2 separate regions of the Zea mays genome follow, and region 1 is linked to region 2. A link is a contact called in public Hi-C data. All regions are on one chromosome and are shown on one strand. Each heading gives the region's core, a stretch centred on a gene start, on an enhancer-like site or on the middle of the called end of the contact. The rest is flanking DNA. Distances are from core to core; before and after follow the strand shown. Region 1 holds the start of LOC109939298 (protein ALP1-like). Region 2 holds the start of LOC118473561.

Region 1 (4,002 bases), core at 166-2,665, 390 kb after region 2:
GAACTTTATATAGAGCTGATTATACTCTTTTTCTTTCTAACAAAATGATTTACAAACAAGATAGTCATTGCATAGCTCTGGTAACTTAATACAAATATTAAGTTTGCTTTTGGTCAAATTTATTTGTCTTATCTTTTATTTGTTTTATTAAATTTGTTTTGAATCGGGCTCTGATGTGAATTTCGAGCTCTAATGTGAATTTGGGCCGCCCGAAATAAGCCCGGCACGTTTAAGCAATTATGGGACAGACCGTGGGCTAGGCCCATGGGCCGGCCCGGTACGGCCCGAAATTCAAACGGACCAGGCCGACACGAAATTCAAATAATACGGATCTTTTCGGGCTTGGGCCGGACAGCCTGAATGTACACCTATACCACGAGGGTTGAAATGGAGGGAATTGTTGCCCACGATGCGAAACTATTCCTCTTCCCCGTTTCCCACACTGCAAACTTCCCTTCATCTAAATTGGTCCGTTAATATTTTAAAATTATACTAAAAATTTAATATACGGTCTGTTATAAAATAGCAAACTACACTCTAACGTAGATATCTTTTATAATTTAAAATATTCTTTATTCAATTTTAATATAATCGGTTCGAATTAACCTCTAGCGAATTAACCTCTAGCTATTGTATTTTCCCTCTAGCGAATTAACCTCTAGCTATTGTATTTTCTAGTGGAGACAGATTCCCTGTCGAGGATGGAAGAAAAATCTTCCTCATGAGCGTCCGCAAGGACAAAGGCAGGGATAGTGAGCCATCCCCTGACGGGTAATTCGCCATTGACATCCCTTGGGATTCTTGTGATTCAACCCCGCTTACATTGGGACTCTTGTGATTCATCAACCGCTACAGCGTCCGTTACTCCGTTAGGGCTTGTTCGGTTACGCTAACCCTCTTGGTCAAACAGCATTACTGACTGACAGACACACACACAAACAGCAAGGAACATGCAAGTACCAGGCAGGGAGCTGGGTGGGTGGTGGATCAAGTGTGTGCTGAACACACACACACACAGCAAGGAACATGCAAGTACCAGGCAGGGAGCTGGGTGGGTGGTGGATCAAGTGTGTGCTGAACACACACACACACAGCAAGGAACATGCAAGTACCAGGCAGGGAGCTGGGTGGGTGGTGGATCAAGTGTGTGCTGGGGGAGTTGGGGCCACTCAGATCAGCATATGTTTCGTACAACCAGACGAGATCAGGGCAAGGCAGATCAATCTCCTCCCCGGGGGAGAAGCAGCACAGGTGAGGGGGGCCGATGCCGATGCCGATCAGCCTCCGCGCGCCTCCCTCCTGGTGGCGTCGTGCAGGATGTCCACGTCCACGCCGTCCTGCGGGAGCAGCACGTACCGCACCACCGAGCCCCGGATGAAGCAGTTCCGCACTGACAGCTGCCAAAGGAAAATAATTCGACCGTTAACAGCATGTTCAGCGTCAATAGTTCACTGTTACTTCCTACAGCAAACAGCATTGCAAAAAAAAGAAGTGCGGTCTGCAATGGATGGGATGCTTCCAATAGCCTACTCAGAAAAAAAGGATGCAGCACAGCATTGCAGTGCGTTCACCAAGCTGACCACAAAGAGCTATCTCCTACACACAAAATAGGATACATGAATATATAAGCACTGCTTTGCTTCGAGATTACTTCGAGCATCTCGTACGCATGAAAACCACACTCCAGCAGTATTACTGTACGCTATGTATCTATGACTAAGCAGTATTGTTCGTGTTCCCAACACCCACCCCACCTGCAGAAATGTAGTCCAACCAACTTCAGTAGCCTAAATAAATGCCAACTAAAACAGCACCCTACCTGCCAACAGGACTAATTAATAAGGTCCCCCCAAATAACACACACACCCCCCCATAAGTAGCAAGCATGTCGGTTTGCATAATGTATCAAGCAAGTCGAAGGCGGAATCCAGCACGTATATCAACTTCAGTGTCTGCTTGCAGAGTGGCAACCAGAAACCGATTGAGCGAGCAGCTACCCATGTCGGTTTGCATACCACCTGTTTGGTTACCTGTATATGAGCATGCAACACCCATGGGATGCAAAAATCAGATGGTGCATGTTGTTTGGTTACCTGTGTGGGGGTCGGAGCCTGTCTCGCTTGCTGCAAAACCCACCTCTCAACCAGGCCCGGCTCATACGGCCATTTTGGGCGTCGCTCCGTAGCCAGGCTCCCCACGCGCGGCAGCTCGCTCGCAGGCGCATTCGCTCGCGCAGCGCCGCGTGCTAGGGTTTCCCGAGCTCTCCCTCGAGCTGGATCCCGCGTGCTAGGGTTTGCCGTCGTCTCGGCCGGGTACGCCATCTCCACTCGCCCTCCCTCTCTCCCTCGAGCTGGATCCCGCGTGCTAGGGTTTGGCGCCGCCTCGGCCGGGTACGCCATCTCCACTCGCCCTCCCTCTCTCCCTCGAGATCTCCCTCTCTCCCTCTCCCTCTCCCTCGAGATCTCCATCGGTGTCGTCGCCGTGACTCGTCTGTGCCGAGCTCTCCCTCTCTCCCTCGAGCTCTCCCTCTCCCTCGAGATCTCCATCGGTGTCGTCGCCATCACTTGTCTGTGCCGAGCTCTCCCTCTCTCCGTCGAGCTCTCCCTCCGCTGTCAAAGGTACGGAGGTTTGACACTTTTTCTTGCCCTCCCCCTGGATCTGGTTGCTCAGATACGATTTTGTGCTTGCTCAAATATGATTTTCGTATTGGTTGCTCAGATCTGGATTTGTGGATCCAGTTTCGTATTGGTTGCTCTGATCTGGTTGCTCTGATCTGGTTTAGAACACGCATTTCTTCAAGAAAATCTATAATTTACTTGGATTGTCACCCTTAGTGATCCGTTTTGTTACCTGTATATGAGGATGCAAGATCCATGGGATGCAAAAATCAGATGGTTCATGTTGTTTGGTTACCTGTATATTAACAAGATGACATATTTATTAACAAAATCTACATACTCTTGCTGGGCACAAGCAGTACCTAGGATCAATGATGTTGAGCTGAGTTCTATGGTTACTTTTTTATTAGTCTCTGAGCAACCAACCAGTACCTCTGGGTGAGTTCTATGCTGAGTTCTATGTTGAGCTGAGTTCTATGTTGAGCTGAGTTCTATGGTTACTCTTGCTGGGCACAAGCAGTACCTCTGGGTGGCGCATCTCTTGGATGTCGCAGCCGTGGTTTTTGTAAGAATCTGTTTTATATATATTTGCAACTGGCACATTAATATTTAGCATGCTTAATCATATATTTTCTCAGCTATAGATCAATGTTCTATGTGTTGAGCTGAGTTATATGGTTACTTTTGAATATATCTATACTTGTTTATTAGTCTCTGAGCTGTCGATCAATGGTATATGATGCTTTAATGCCTCTGGGTGGCGCATCTCTTGGATGTCGCAGCCGTGGCTCGTGTAAGAATCTGTTTTATATATTCGCAACTGGCACATTACTATTTACCATGCTTGATCATATATTTTCTGAGCTATAGATCAATGTTCTATGATGCTAATGTGCCTCTGAGCTATAGATCAATGTTCTATGATGCTAGTGTGCATCTGAGCTATAGATCAATGTTCTATGAAATTACTTTTAGCAACTAGCACAGTACATCTAAGCCAAACTTAGACCTCTAATCTCCTTTTCTATTTTATTACTCTAGCAATGGATCCTACTATTGCACGTCGGCGGCTAATTGCAAAGGCTGTGGTCCTTGTAGCAGTTATGTCAGCCTGGTTGGATGCATGGTTGAGGCACCGACTACATGCTAGGAGGTCTATCACTTATGGCCCAATGCACCAAAGAGACCAAGAGAGACAAAACAACCTGAGATTCATTTATGAATCCACTGATGTTGAGTGTGTTGACTTACTTAGGATGAGAAGGGCCCCTTTTATGCAGTTGTGTGACCTTTTTCGCACTAGGCAGCTATTGAGAGATAGTATTCATAGCTCAGTAGAGGAGCAGGTTGCCATGTTTTTACATGTGGTAGGTCATAATCAAAG
Region 2 (4,008 bases), core at 1,202-3,701:
CAAAGCAATCTAATTTTCTAGGATTTAGAAAAACTGAAAATAGCTAAGATAAAAATAAAAAATGGAAAACTACAGGCACATGGGCCTGCTGGTAGGCCCAGGTTAAGGCCTGCGTGGCATTTTTTTAAAGGGGTGGCAGTTAGGGTTTGAAACCCTAACTCCCCACGAGCCGCCGCCTTGGGCACAGCCAGCCGCCGGGCACCCTTGTTTCCAAACTGCAGCCGCCGGGCACCCTTGTTTCCAAACTGCAGCCGCCTTGGGCCTGTTGCTGGAGCCGCCGTGGCCGGGGAAGACCGTGCAGGTCTGGTGCTCCGCATCCGTCCGTCCGTCGCGCCGGGGACCCTCGACGAGCCGCCGCGCCGTGCCTGGCGAGCCGCCGCGCAGGCCAGGGCGCGCCGCCGCGGGCCCTGCCGAGGCCGGGCTGCGTGCTGCCGGGCGCGGGCGAGCAGCCGCGCAGCGCCGCGTGCAGCCGGAGCGGGCGAGCCGCCGCGCCGGGCCGCGTGCTGCCGCGTCGGGCGAGCCACCGCGCCGCCTGCTGCCGGGGCGGGCGAGCCGCCGCGCCGGCTGCCGGGGCCGGGCCACGCCGCTGTCGAGGCCGGGCCGCGCAGAGCGGGTGGTCGCTGCCGCGCCGCGAGCTGCACAGACCGAGCGAGCCCGTGCCGCGAGCTGCAGAGGCGGGCCGCCGCGCCGGGCGAGCGTGCTGCCGCTCCGGGCCAGTCGCCGCGCCGGGCCAGCCGCCGCGCCGGGCGAGCGTGCTGCCGCTTCAGCCGCCACGCCGGGCGAGCCGCGTGCTGCCGGGGCGCGCCAGGGAGCCGCCCGCGGCGCGTGCACCCGAGGCCGGGCGAGCCCGTTTAGAGAAGACGACGAGGCGGTGAGCGCGAGCGCTCACAGACATCGTCATCGTCGGACGGTCTCGCTGTTGCCGACCACGACCCCGGCGCGAGTGGCCGTGGAGAGAGGTGGTGCGCCAGCCGACGTACCACCCTGTTGCCGCTCGGGCTCAAGAGCGTCGACGGTGAGACCGTTCCGGATGGGCCGTCATCGGGAGTCGGGGTAGGCAGTCGCTGCTGCACCCCGTCGCCGAGGACTAAGGCGATCCTCTCATCGTCGGAGGAGGAAGAGGTGGCGTCGACGGCAACCGTCGCAGTAGACGTGGATGCGATCTGGCCGACGGGGCGACCACGAGGGCCGGTTGATTTCCGCGCAGTCAGCCGTGTCCGAGCACGAGGGCGCGCTGGAGAGGTGACTTGAACGAGCAGTCCGCTCGATCTAACAGCGGGGGTGGCAGTGTCTGCATCCGCTGGAGGAGCACGCAGTTGGCGAGCAGGACACGGCCCCCATCCATGGAGGGGGCAGTACCGCATCGGACGGAGCGGCTGCTGGGTCTCGGACTCACGCAACCGCTCTGCAACCCGCTCCAGCGAAGGCGATGGAGGACACACCCATCGGTCTTGGCGTGGCGCTGGCGGTTGCTGCGGCGGTGCAGCAGGTGCCGTAGCGTTGCTGGGACCTGCGCCAGGATCACCACCGGTCCGGCGGACGCGCTCAGGGTCAAGTGTGGCCCGGGTGTCCTTCTTGCTGCGCTTCTTGGCATGGTGGCGACCATGTCGATGCGCAGCACGTAGAAGACGACGTGCGACAAAGTCAGCGCCTCGCCGGCGACGATGGCCACCGTTCAAAAACCGAGGGATGAAGGTAAGAAGGGCAACAGAAAGATCTTTGTAGATCATTGCGTACCCGACTGTTTTTCTTTTCTTTTGATGAAGAACTTCTTGCCTCCGCTGTTCTTGTTTTGGCCTTTGCTCTCTTTTGTAAAAGCAAGTGCTGATGACGTGTAATAAAGTGAAACTGTATGTGACAAATGAATAGTGGACGAATCCCTGTCTTTCTTCTTTATTGCAACTGATATTTATACATGGAGAGATGCCTGAAGGCACCGACGTACAGAGGAGACACGTCTGTTGATAGTTGAGATCGTGGGCCACGTCTATTCGTGAACAGGTGCCATATGGACCACGTCCTTTTGTTACCCCGACGACTGAAGCAATTAGGGAACTGCTTATTCATCTTAACACAAACAAAAAAAGTAAGAAAACAACCTACCATTTATAGAACACAAACGTAATACTCCCTGGACCAAATTATAGTTAGCTTTGTCTTACTTTAATTTTTTTTATCTTTGATGAAATGTATAGGAGAATGCACCAAACCAACAACATCGACAACATCAAATTAGTTTTATTAAACTCTTTGATAATGCATTTATTTGAACCTGTAGATGCTAATACATTTTCCTAATAACTTGGTCAGTTTTAGAAGATTGATTTAGGACAAAAAATAAAGTGTCATGTAATTTATTGCAGAAAAAATGTGCCATGTATTTACAACGGAGGGAATAACATCTATGCATATAGTCACGCTTCAAGACAATTAAGAATAATAGAATCATAGAACATAATTGAATAATATTGTGTGTTGTTTAAAAATATCCCTTTTTGTCTCATGCCAAAGGACAAGCTCAAAACCAGCCTAAATCTCTTGTGGTTAACTATGTCGCTATCTATGGGAGTTTTATCCACATGCGTTTCTTCTATATGCACAGAGGTTGTCTTACACATGCGGGTGTTGAGTTTTTTTTACTAAATTGAATACTATTTCAACAATGTGAGAGCGATGCAAACATAAAGCAGGATCAAAAGAACCATTTAGAGCCAACATACTTGGCCGCTAGAATCGTCTCTCTGCTTATTTTGGCACGACGAAAAGGTCGACGACACAGGACCTATCATTTCCTCAAGGGTCGTCTGCCAGCTTTGTTGTAGTTCGCTGACAGGCAGGATCACACCCTGCAAATCCAAACCAAAAATGGACAAAATGCAGGTGGGGGAGAAAGGAGAAAGATGAGATTAATTTGGGACCTGGACCCAGGCGCGCTGGAAGTGGATGTCGGAGAGCATCTGCGTGGCGGAGCAACCCTCAAAGCATGGCGCCTCGCTGCAGCCGGCGAGATGGGAGCCAAAGATCTTCAGCGCAGACACCTTCTACTATGGCCCTCCCTCGTCCGCTACCATGTGCCCCATTCCATGGACGATGAGTGTCTCCAATCTCCGGCGTGCCACCACTCCCATTGTCTGTTGTGCTCCGACTGCGGCTGTGACGACACCTTCTGCTTTGGCCATCTCACCTCAACGTCCTTGCGTCCCACTCCACCGTGTACCTATCCCGCTCCTCAATTCATCCAATCCCGCCTCGAGCCGGCCATGCACCGGCGCGCCGCCACCGCCGTGCCCAGGGAGTTGGAGGAGGGTGGATTAAATGTTCAAGCATCTGCTCGCCTCCACGAGCTGGGCGAGGCAGGGAGCTCGAGGGCGCAGGGTTGGTACGGGCGGGGCGGGGAGCTAGGGGCGGAGGGTTGGTGCGAGCAGGGCAGGGAGTTGTTGGCGGAGGGTTGGTGCGGGCGGCAGAAGAAGGGGCCGGCCCCGTACGAGGGATGGGTCGCGGCCTCCCGAGCGAGGGCGAGAGAAGCATCGAGAAGGTTCTAGGGCAAGACTGTGGAGGGGGAGTGCTCAACGAGGGGTGGAGGCCAGTGCCCCGTTGATTAGAAATCGAACGTGTCAGAACACTCTGGGCGACGTGGACATCGCGAGAGAGCTCGGTTTGAACCGGCTTTCATATATAGGAAATACCATGACTAGTTTTCTCGTTGGATGGTAATTGACTAGTTTTCTCGTTGGATGGTAATCTACGGGCTAGTTGGGAGTCACAAAATCGGAAAAATAGGAGGGGATTGTGAGGGCAAAAATCTTCTTATTCAATTTTGAATAAGAAAGGGAATTTTTCCCCTCCAATCCTTTCCGGTATTTTAGCTCCCAAACTAAGGTACGAAAACAAACAGAATTCTGGTCGGGGATTAATTCACTCACGTTTTTTTATTTTCAAATTTTATTTCAGAAATGGGACTAGGGGACGAAGACTTGAATGGAACAAATCCATTAAGGATTAGAACCG

Evidence for each region. Hi-C and Micro-C count contacts between places; a contact is called where the count stands out from the background.
Region 1: a contact with region 2 is called in a Hi-C map of ear, with 3 times the contacts expected there. The contact joins the promoter of LOC109939298 here to the promoter of LOC118473561 in region 2. A contact is called at or near these places in 3 of 25 Hi-C or Micro-C datasets (ear, leaf and tassel).

Annotation. Positions count from the first base shown.
Region 1 is chr10:81,453,920-81,457,921 of Zm-B73-REFERENCE-NAM-5.0, forward strand. LOC109939298 (protein ALP1-like) reads left to right here and starts at 1,416. Exons shown (of 4, transcript XR_004853179.1): 1 at 1,416-4,002. LOC100286339 (snRNP core Sm protein Sm-X5-like protein) reads right to left here. Exons shown (of 4, transcript NM_001159226.1): 4 at 1,060-1,397. The coding sequence ends at 1,278.
Region 2 is chr10:81,067,011-81,071,018 of Zm-B73-REFERENCE-NAM-5.0, forward strand. It overlaps LOC118473561, which reads left to right and starts at 2,452. Exons shown (of 1, transcript XM_035963402.1): 1 at 2,452-3,678. The coding sequence starts at 2,901. The coding sequence ends at 3,542.